Regions from separate parts of the Zea mays genome. Here region 2 is linked to region 1. Evidence: chromatin contacts called from public Hi-C data. All regions are on one chromosome and are shown on one strand. Each heading gives the region's core, a stretch centred on a gene start, on an enhancer-like site or on the middle of the called end of the contact. The rest is flanking DNA. Distances are from core to core; before and after follow the strand shown.

What was found. Hi-C and Micro-C count contacts between places; a contact is called where the count stands out from the background.
Region 2: a Hi-C map of ear shows a contact between it and region 1, with 4 times the contacts expected there. The contact joins the promoter of LOC100382641 here to the promoter of LOC100194375 in region 1. A contact is called at or near these places in 5 of 25 Hi-C or Micro-C datasets (bundle sheath, ear, endosperm and 2 more).

What each region holds. Positions count from the first base shown.
Region 1 is chr1:261,718,939-261,723,613 of Zm-B73-REFERENCE-NAM-5.0, forward strand. It overlaps LOC100194375, which reads left to right and starts at 1,813. Exons shown (of 13, transcript NM_001139410.1): 1 at 1,813-1,984; 2 at 2,092-2,187; 3 at 2,291-2,368; 4 at 3,939-4,019; 5 at 4,106-4,325; 6 at 4,414-4,472. The coding sequence starts at 1,919.
Region 2 is chr1:262,288,940-262,293,614 of Zm-B73-REFERENCE-NAM-5.0, forward strand. It overlaps LOC100382641, which reads left to right and starts at 2,489. Exons shown (of 4, transcript NM_001175365.1): 1 at 2,489-2,703; 2 at 3,782-3,935. The coding sequence starts at 3,860.

The DNA.
Region 1 (4,675 bases), core at 563-3,062:
GCCCCGACCATAAGTGAGCTCACCCTTGCTTAATTTTGATCAGAAGTTGTAGATGAAGATATGATGCTGAACTCCATGGATGCTAGTCTAGTGATACCCCCGCTCATCTTCCTGTGGATGGATGTCCATGTTCGTTGTACTTTGATGAATAAAGGTTAAGACATTATGTCTGTTTGAAGTGTAATATGTTAATATAATCGTTATTTACGCTCTTATGCATTGTTATTTTGATATATTACACTTGTGACGTCAACATATGTGTGGAAATAGATCCTGGCACACATATGCTATGCACCCGGCTCTGCCCTCGGAAATGGGTGTGACAATATGTTATATAAATATATGTGGCATATAATTTAGTTTGAAAAATAAAAAACAAAACCAAAAAATTCAACATTATCATATAGTAGTTAGAGGGAACTGGACAAAACGAATGGATAAAGTTTTGGCTCTAATCTTAGATATTTCTATTATGCTATTTAATCCTTTTCATGATTTTTGTATCTTTGCAATGATGATACTACAAGGAGAACATAGTATCCATCATGAGTTGGATCCAATTCAATTAGCTTATTACCAACAGTAACACTCAAGTCTACAAGGCCATGTCTCTTGCAAGCTGACAGTATTGTACCCCAGAAAACTAGGTCAGGTGGGGTGCTCATCCCTTCGATCAATTCAACAGCAACCTGAACAAGACCAGCATGACTTAGAAGATCAACCTTGCATCCGTAATTCTCCATCTCTGACTCAATGCCATATTTCTCTGCCATCAGCTTGAAATATCGTCGCCCTTCATCAACAAGGCTAGTACGGCGCTGGCATTCAGCACCTCACAAATGTGATGCTTGTCAGGCAGAACCCCTCATTGACAAACTTCTCAAAGAGCTGGACTGCGACATGCCCCAATCCATGGGTAGCAAGACCGCAGATCATGGAGTTCCAAGCAAACACATCCCTCATGGACATGGCATCAAGAACTTCATCCGCCGCTGCCACACCTCCACACTTACAAATTAGAATACACATCAATCCGTACAACACACCTAACTTCGCATTCACTCTTAATTGCAGCCAGCACGACTACATGCTTTCTCATTACTAATCCATAGAGGAAAGGAGTGCTTTCAAGTAAAGACTGATATATTTTGCTATACAGACTTTATATCAGTTTATCGTTCCGTATTTATGTTTTATACTATTTTTAACTTATATAGAAACACATTGACACATACCTAGTACATATATACAAACTTAGCAAATAATCTATTTGTAGAGTGAAGTTTAAAATAAAGAATATGAAAGGGGATAAATATAAGATTGGAGGCAGGTTTAGGTCCCGTTTGGTTCCATTAGTCTTAGGACTAAAGTTTAATCCAGAGACTAAACTTTAGTACCTACTCTGTTTGGTTGTAGGGACTAAATAAATTCTAAATACATTAAATACAACACATAGAAACCAAAATACATCTTTTCTTGTTTCACACCATTTTTTAGGCAAAAGCAATTGGAGTAAATGTTTCCATTTAGTCCCTTTTAGCATCTATGTGACGGACTAGAGACTAAAATCAGTTAGTCTCTATTTTAGTCCTTTCGTTTGATAAAATAGAGACTAAACGAAACTAAAAACCAAGAATTAAAGATTAATCCCTCTAACAAACAGGGCCTTACAACGTAGCCCCAATGGCGCCAATGGCCAAGTTCGTTGCATCGTAGGAAAGCCCGGTCCGACGGTAAGGAAAAGGCCCAGTTTGGCAATTGGAGCCCTAAAGCCTGCAGAGTCCCCCCCTCTCCCAGTCCGGTACTCCCCAAGTCCCCATCGGGCATCGGCGCTGCCACGCCACGGCCGACGCTTGAGACGCTCCCCGCCGCCTGCCAGGCCGCCACCGCGCGTGACTTCGCCTCATCCTCTCCGGAGATGGACTTCCAGGTCGTCGTCCTCGCCGGAGGCACCTCCGAGAAACTCTCGCCCCTCGTTTCCAAGGTGGTACCCCCCCCCCCCCCCCCCCCCCAAATCTCACCTCACCCCTTGCTTGTCCCGCGTCTTAACATGTAGTCCTGTACCTAAGCTTCCTCCTCGTCGCTGCGCAGGACGTTCCCAAGGCGTTGCTCCCGGTCGCCAATCGCCCCGTACTCTCTTACGCGCTGGACCTCCTTGAGGCCAGCGACCTCAAGGACCTCATCGTGGTGAGCTCATCGCTCTTCTGCTTCTCTTCCTCCTATCAGGGCTGTGGCCCCAACTTCCCAAGGCACGAGCAGGATATTGTTTAGCTGATGCGGTGTGATGCAGGTGGTTGAGGGGCAGGAGGCAGCGCAGCTTGTCGACGCTTGGGTATCCAGTGCGTACCTGGATCGGCTTCGAGTGGAGGTGAGTTTGGTTCTGACTGTTACTTGGAAAATTGCCTTTGTGTTAGTGCTAAGAGTGATATGAAATTGGAGCTGAGAAGATCGTACAAGCATATACCTTTGTTTTAAGGATGCATGCAGATAAATTAGTTGGATGACAGAACCAAACAAACCTTTAGAAGTAGATATTAGGTGAATGTTTTAGTTCTTAGATTAGATTCTCGTTCATGTGGATTTTGAGTTAGTTTGACTAGGCAATTAGACATCCATCTACTAGCATTGTTATTGGGACTTCATGATTTTTTGTGGAAAAAATTCTCGTGTCGAGTGGATTTTCATTTAAACAAACTGATCTTGAAGAGTGGATATGCTATCATACCTGATACCTGTTTGTCTGAGTTGTTGAGGTGCTGATATTACGACTATTGAAGGCTAATCAGTGTTTGAGAGGCTGCCACTTAGGTGTTGCTTGGCCTCCCCTACTGACCTTTTTGAGCGTGCTCCTATACTTTTTTCTTGCTACAACTTCCTTTCATGCTAGTTAGCCACCTAAGTGGAGATGAGGCACTAGGCAGCAGCCAATCACTCACCGAGTTTTGAATCGAATGCCTTCTATGACACATATGCTAATTTATTTATGATTTATGAATGTAGCATAACATAAACAAATCCTTTAGTTCTAAATAAAAATTTGATTTCAAGTATGTTCCCTCTATAGCTCAGTACCATTTCATGGTTGTAAATTGTTATTGAAACAAGAGTATATTCTAACTGTGATCTCCCATTTTTGCTCTTTATTGTGTTTAAAGTTGGAGTTAAGCTGGCTACTAGTTTGATTTTTACATGATTTATATTATTTTTACCAATGTTTGAATGTACCAAAACAATATACCCAAAGTTGACATGGGAAAGAATGGAATGTACCCAAAGATTTAGCCTTGAATAGGAGTGCGGGGAAAATGGCTATCCATGTGCCCAAACCTTGACTTGTGGGTTTTGTTGGGGTTTAACTCTTGCTTACCCCTACTTGCTTGGGACTAAAAGGCTTTGTTGTTGTTAGCAATGTTTGAATGTAATCTTCGTTGTTTTTTGAACACTTCGATGAAGTGAGAATGTGAAGCTTGCGGACTATGGGCCTGTTTGGTTCGTGCCTAACTGTGTCACATTTTGCCTAAGGTTAGTCGTCCGAATTGAAGAACTAACCTTATGCAGAAAAGTTAGGCAGCAAACCAAACATGCCCTATATGTCAATCCAAACATAACTCCATTAAACTTTAAATTTCTCGTGAGCATGCCTTTCTTCTATCTTATTTCCTTTTTCATCAATTCTAATCATTAAGCTCATGGATGTTTCTGTTCATGATATGTATAGAGTCAGTATAATATATGATTCTATTTCTAGTAACTTTATAACTTCTTGAGTTCATTCCTGTTTTTATGAAGTTTTCTCCTAATTCTTTGTTTTGTATGATTGAGATTTGTTTATTTATGGTATGCTACAAGCTCAATCTCATTGACAAACAATTGAATGACTGTAGGGGGAGGAACATTATTTCATTTTGTTTGCAGAAGTAACTCTTTTTTGTATTCAGGTAGTTGTGGTTTCTGAAGACCTTGGAAGTGCTGGTGCATTACGAGCTATTTCAAAGCGACTGATGGCAAACGATATTTTGGTAATGTTCCTTGTTTGTACTTTCATGTTATGGCAATGTTGGCAAAATGTTGCACGATTCTGACATATTGAGATGTGTTTGAATAGGTAGTTAGCGGTGACCTGGTAACAGATGTGTTGCCTGGGGCTGTTGCTGCTACTCATAGAAGAAATGGTGCTGCTGTTACTGCTTTACTATGTTCTGTTCCTGTCAGTGGTCCTTCAGACACTTCTTCTTCTAGTGGGAAAGATAAAGCTAAAAAGCCAAATCGTTTGAACATAGTAGGACTGGACAGGAGTAAACAATTCTTGTTACATATTGTGTCAGGTTTGCTTACTGTGATTTCATAAAGTGTAATAGAAGGCTAGTAATGTCATGCATGCATGATTCTCATACATGCCAATGTCACCTGTAGGAACTGATGTTGAAAAAGATATTCAAGTTCATAAAAGAAAAATACAGGCTGTTGGTCAGGTAAGGCACCTATTCTATGTATGAAGTCAGCTACATTTGTTTCTGAGGAATTTCACATTCAACGCTGTACTTATGTTGACATTGTTATGCATCACGATTCTTGAAAAACAAACAGGCCAATGCTAGGTTGTGTCAGTGTCAAGTTTTTGCAACTGGGTTGTCCTTGCAGTGATTTAGATAGACAAATCGGCTGCCATGGCAGC
Region 2 (4,675 bases), core at 1,239-3,738, 570 kb after region 1:
AAATTTAGACATTTGTATTCTAGGAGTTTTTCCTCCTTGCAAACGAATGAGACATGAAAGTAAGATATTTGATGTGAACTTTAACTGAAAGTGACATTTTGTCTCTTTGTTTCTATGCAAACGAATGGTCTTAGTTTTCTGCTTGTGGTTTTTGGTAGGTTAATAAGAATGGTGTCTGACAGTTTACTGTCATGTATCACATTTTAGACACAATGCAAAGTTTTCATCACTAAGCTGACTGAATATCCCGAGTCGTCCTACATACCGGCACATAATAAATGAAGCGATTTCTAGATTCCTCTCGTTTCAAACTTAGCTAAACATTTAGTTCTTGATGGAGTTGTGGAGGCATATATATTTGTTAGTTAGTTGGTTCTGATTCTCTTCTAAATTCTTTAACTAACTGCATCATGTTTACAAAAAATAATTAGACCCCGATTCACAATAAAATAGCCAACAAACCTACTTACTATATTGTTTGACATCCTAATTGTGGTGACATAGGATTAGACCAAATCCACAAGTCCGGGGGGTAGAACGCTATAGTCTATAAACTGAACAATTGATTTTTTTTAAGTTTGTGGTTGTTTGTTATAAACTAAGATGTTTTCAACAATGCTCTTTCTTTTACCAATGTAATCGCTACTGTTTTTTTGCATGAAAGGGAATATGCTTTGAGATCTTTCAAGAGTGGGCAAACTACTATTTTTGGTCATTCCTCTGAACTCGTGGAGATGCACCGGTGGACACTGGAGATTGTGGTGTAGGCCATGACACGCGTGCATGGACGCCGGCGTCGGCGCATGTCTTCACGTCTTAGTCATTCTGAGCCAGACGATCATTGCCATTTGTGATGTGCAGGAGAGATGCATTATGGTGTCTCGCTATATAATTGGTATGGATAGAGTATGTTTTTGCTATGTCTGTATTTGTATATCATATGTGTTCTGAATGTTGTATGATACTAGATAATAAAGGGGTGATGCTCCTTCAATAGGAATCTTTTCTCTAAACAATAAATGTTCTCAATAGGAATCTTTCTTTATTTCGATCTTGTATTATCAGCTTAGGATTTGTCTATTTCGATTAATAGTAACATTAAGCCAAATTTTGGTTGTTCGAAATGGCAGACTTTGACATTTGTTATGATTGTTGAGTTGATTTTTGATAGCATCATTAAACAATGACATATGCATACAAGTGTCTTCCGTTGCAACCCATAGGCATATACCTAGTATACAATTAGGTCTCATGTGTAAACGTGCAAGCGAGCATTCAGATCCATTGGATCATAATCTAACCGTACATATAATTATGGTTTGTTAGGGGTTTTATTATAAATCTACGCAAGCCCATGGTGAAAGAATTTAAGTGTTAAACTAGCCAACGATTTTTATATATCATATAAATAGGTATTAAGATATTTATTCAAATATAATTATTGTTTATTTCTAAACACTAAGGTACGTGTGGTTTAATGGTTAGCCCCAAATTTCCGGATCTAGGGTGTGGGTTTGAGTGCTCGCTCTGCACTTTTTTGTGTGGTGTGGTAGCTGCGTGGGTGGGGTCGGGTGCTGAGCAGGCGCAGTAGATGGCTATATGGGCGTTGGGATCCATAGGGCAATAGCTAAGAGAAGGGCGGGAGAACCAGTTAGAGAGTGTGGGATGGGCCTAGAGTGCCAGCGTGTCCACAGGGTAGTAGTTGAGAGAGGGACGGGAGAAACAATCGGGGCGCGTGGAGTGGGCACAGAGTGTCAGCGTGGAGGGTGAAACGGTAGCACCAGGTGTCCACCTTAGATTCTTAATTGACTAGTATAGATAAATAAGTATTGAGATATTTATTCAAATATAAGTATTGATTATTTATAAACATTAAGGTATGCGTGATTGCGTGGTTACCCTCAAATGTTTAGAGAAGGGAGCGTAGGTTCGAGTGCTCATTTTGCATTATTACATTTATAATTCGAGTGCTCATTTCACATTTATAAATTAATATGATATTTCATATTTATAAAATTAATGTGATATATATGTTTGAATCATGATACAACGGATTATGAGTCTCGCTTGCATGTTGTACATCAAGATCTGATTGCACAATAGTTGTTGTGATTGGACACCATGAATATTTAGTTTAAGTTATTTTTTTTTCAATAACGATAGAAATAAAAATTAGAAACATTTATAAACGTAATATTCAGTTATTCAAACTTTTTCATGTTAGTAACTTTTTTATATAGTTTGGTTAAATCGTTTGATCTTTTGAAAATGGAGAATTGTTGTTGCTTTTTTATGGAAGGGGTATTTCTTATCACTCATAATTTTCTCTCTCTGTAACTGTAACTTTAACATGGCCGTTCCATACGCTCGGCTCCATGCACTCCCCGCCACCCAGGCCCACATCCAATCGATCTGGTCCCACTGCGCAGTACTTATAAAACCTTTCTCCTCTGAAGCTGCTCTTCTGGCCTTCTTTTCCCGGCCGAGAGGCGAGAGCCCAAACCCGCGCAGACGCGCAGTCAAGATTTCTCGTCGTCGTCGGCAATCGGCAACGGCAAGACAAGAACTCGAACCCCTTCGCCGCTTCCCCTCTCTTCCTGTTGCTCCCCGCCGCGCCGTCGTACGATCTCCTGAGCCGCCGGGCGCTCACGTCGACTACCTTTGCGCCCGCCACCGTGCACCGCTGCCTCCAGAGCGTCTCAGGTTTGGCCTCAAGCCCCGCTCCGCCCGTGCAGAAATTTTGTGTTTCTTGGTTCTTCATTTCTTGGATGGTGACTCCAGCGTTCTTGTTCCTCACTTCCTTGCTTTGGGGTTTCATCGAATTGGCTCGCGGAGTATGGCAGGCATTTTGTTCTTGGTCTCCCAAATCCCAATGGCGGAGCGCTAGGGTTCTCGCACTGTTTATTTGGGCATTCTTTCTTGGTCAATGTTGTTTGGACTCCACGGACCGGATAGATATATATTGTGGGTTCTTGGTTCATTTCTGAAAAAAACAAAAGGTTCGGCTTTTCTTGCTTTTAGTGTTGAATCGCTCGATGACAACAAATGTGATTCTCTTTTCCTCAGATAGATCAGTATTTGTTAGCCCTTTGTGCCAATGTCAATCCATCCTAGACAAAGGCGTGAGTTCTTCGCGCCTCTCCCAAAAGGCATTTATCTGGTCAACATTCGTTTCCCCTGCTCGGTTTGAAGTTTTGAACACCAAGCGGATGTCTCGTAGTTCATTCGTAAATAAGCACAATGGTCAATGGATTATGTTGATTTTTTTATCCTTCTTAGTCAACTCCTCACTTTGGTTAGGATTCGGATCTTTTGAGTTCGTGTTAAGCCTCGACTATGAAACATAAATAGTTCTTCCACTTTCGGCTTGCTCAGTCAAGATGGAAGTTTTGACATTAATTGGACTGAACTCTCCGAGGTCAGTGCTGTTGGTTGTTATTGCAACATTCCTTAGTTATTGCTTATTAGGTAAATTCATAGTGTTGGCCAGGTTCACCAGGTAGCTGCTTGCATCAAAATTTCGTTTTACTGTTAGATAAAGGTCTGGTCAATTCTTGGTCGTTGTCAAGTATGTCTGTTACCGAATTTTGGCAATGCTGATTATTCACTATGCAAAAAATTGGCACCTCTGAACTCTGATGTTTCCGGCTTCATGGAATTTCCAGCATAGAACTCAGATACAGCCAATTTTAAGTTTTTTATTATTTTACAAGAATTGTCAAGAACTTTTTTTGTTGCCGGAAAGTTTGGGTAAGATACCATTATTATCTTACTATTGCAGCTGCCAAATCTTCAGTGACATATTTGTTACTACCTGCTAGACTCCAAGAAAGGGTTGGTTCTTTCAGTGTGGTTTCCAATGGAGAAAAAGGGGCCTCAGGCCCTCACAGCAACTGAGCTGAATGCTGCCGTGTACAGATACCTCCAGGAATCAGGTTTCAGAACCATAATATAACCCTGTCACATTTCGGTTAGATATTAGCATTACATGTTTGTCGGTTCTTTCATGGGTAAATTATGATCGTTGTGTTGTTAGGGGTCTACGTAATGAACAGAATTAGTGTTGGTTTGCTAAGGTCGATTGAAAATCTGGAATATTTATGTCTAGAGAGAACAAAAAAAAGGAGGTGAAGGGAGGCAACAGGAACAGATTTTATGAAAACACCTCTTACCATTGTTCCATAAATTTCGGTTGATTCTTGGATCAGGTAAGGGTCTTGGGGTCATTTATTGTCATGCTGGTTTCATCAAATTGCTTAGTGAATCTTAATTTCTTTATAAATATGAACCAGGAGAGAGTACACTTCTAATTTAAATAAACGTTAATGGTGCTTCATTCCTTTCAGAAACATCTCTTCTTTGTTTTCAAGACTACGGTAGTACATCCTTGTATAGCTTCTTCTTGCTTAGCAAGTAGCTAGAAGAAGTATGGAACACTGTGGTTATTAAAATATGATGTTCCATGAAACATTCAGAGTTTGAAAAAAAATATTGTGCTCAGTTCATTATTAGGTTTGTAGTATCGAACACGGTTTGTTAAGAAAAGAAACCATGATTAACATTTTTAAGGGATTGTTAGAATGTGTTGCTTTGGTTCATCTTTGGGACAATTTAACAAGTTTGTTTGGGTTCTTTATGTAGCTACTTCATTTTTTTTATACAGTCAAACAACTAA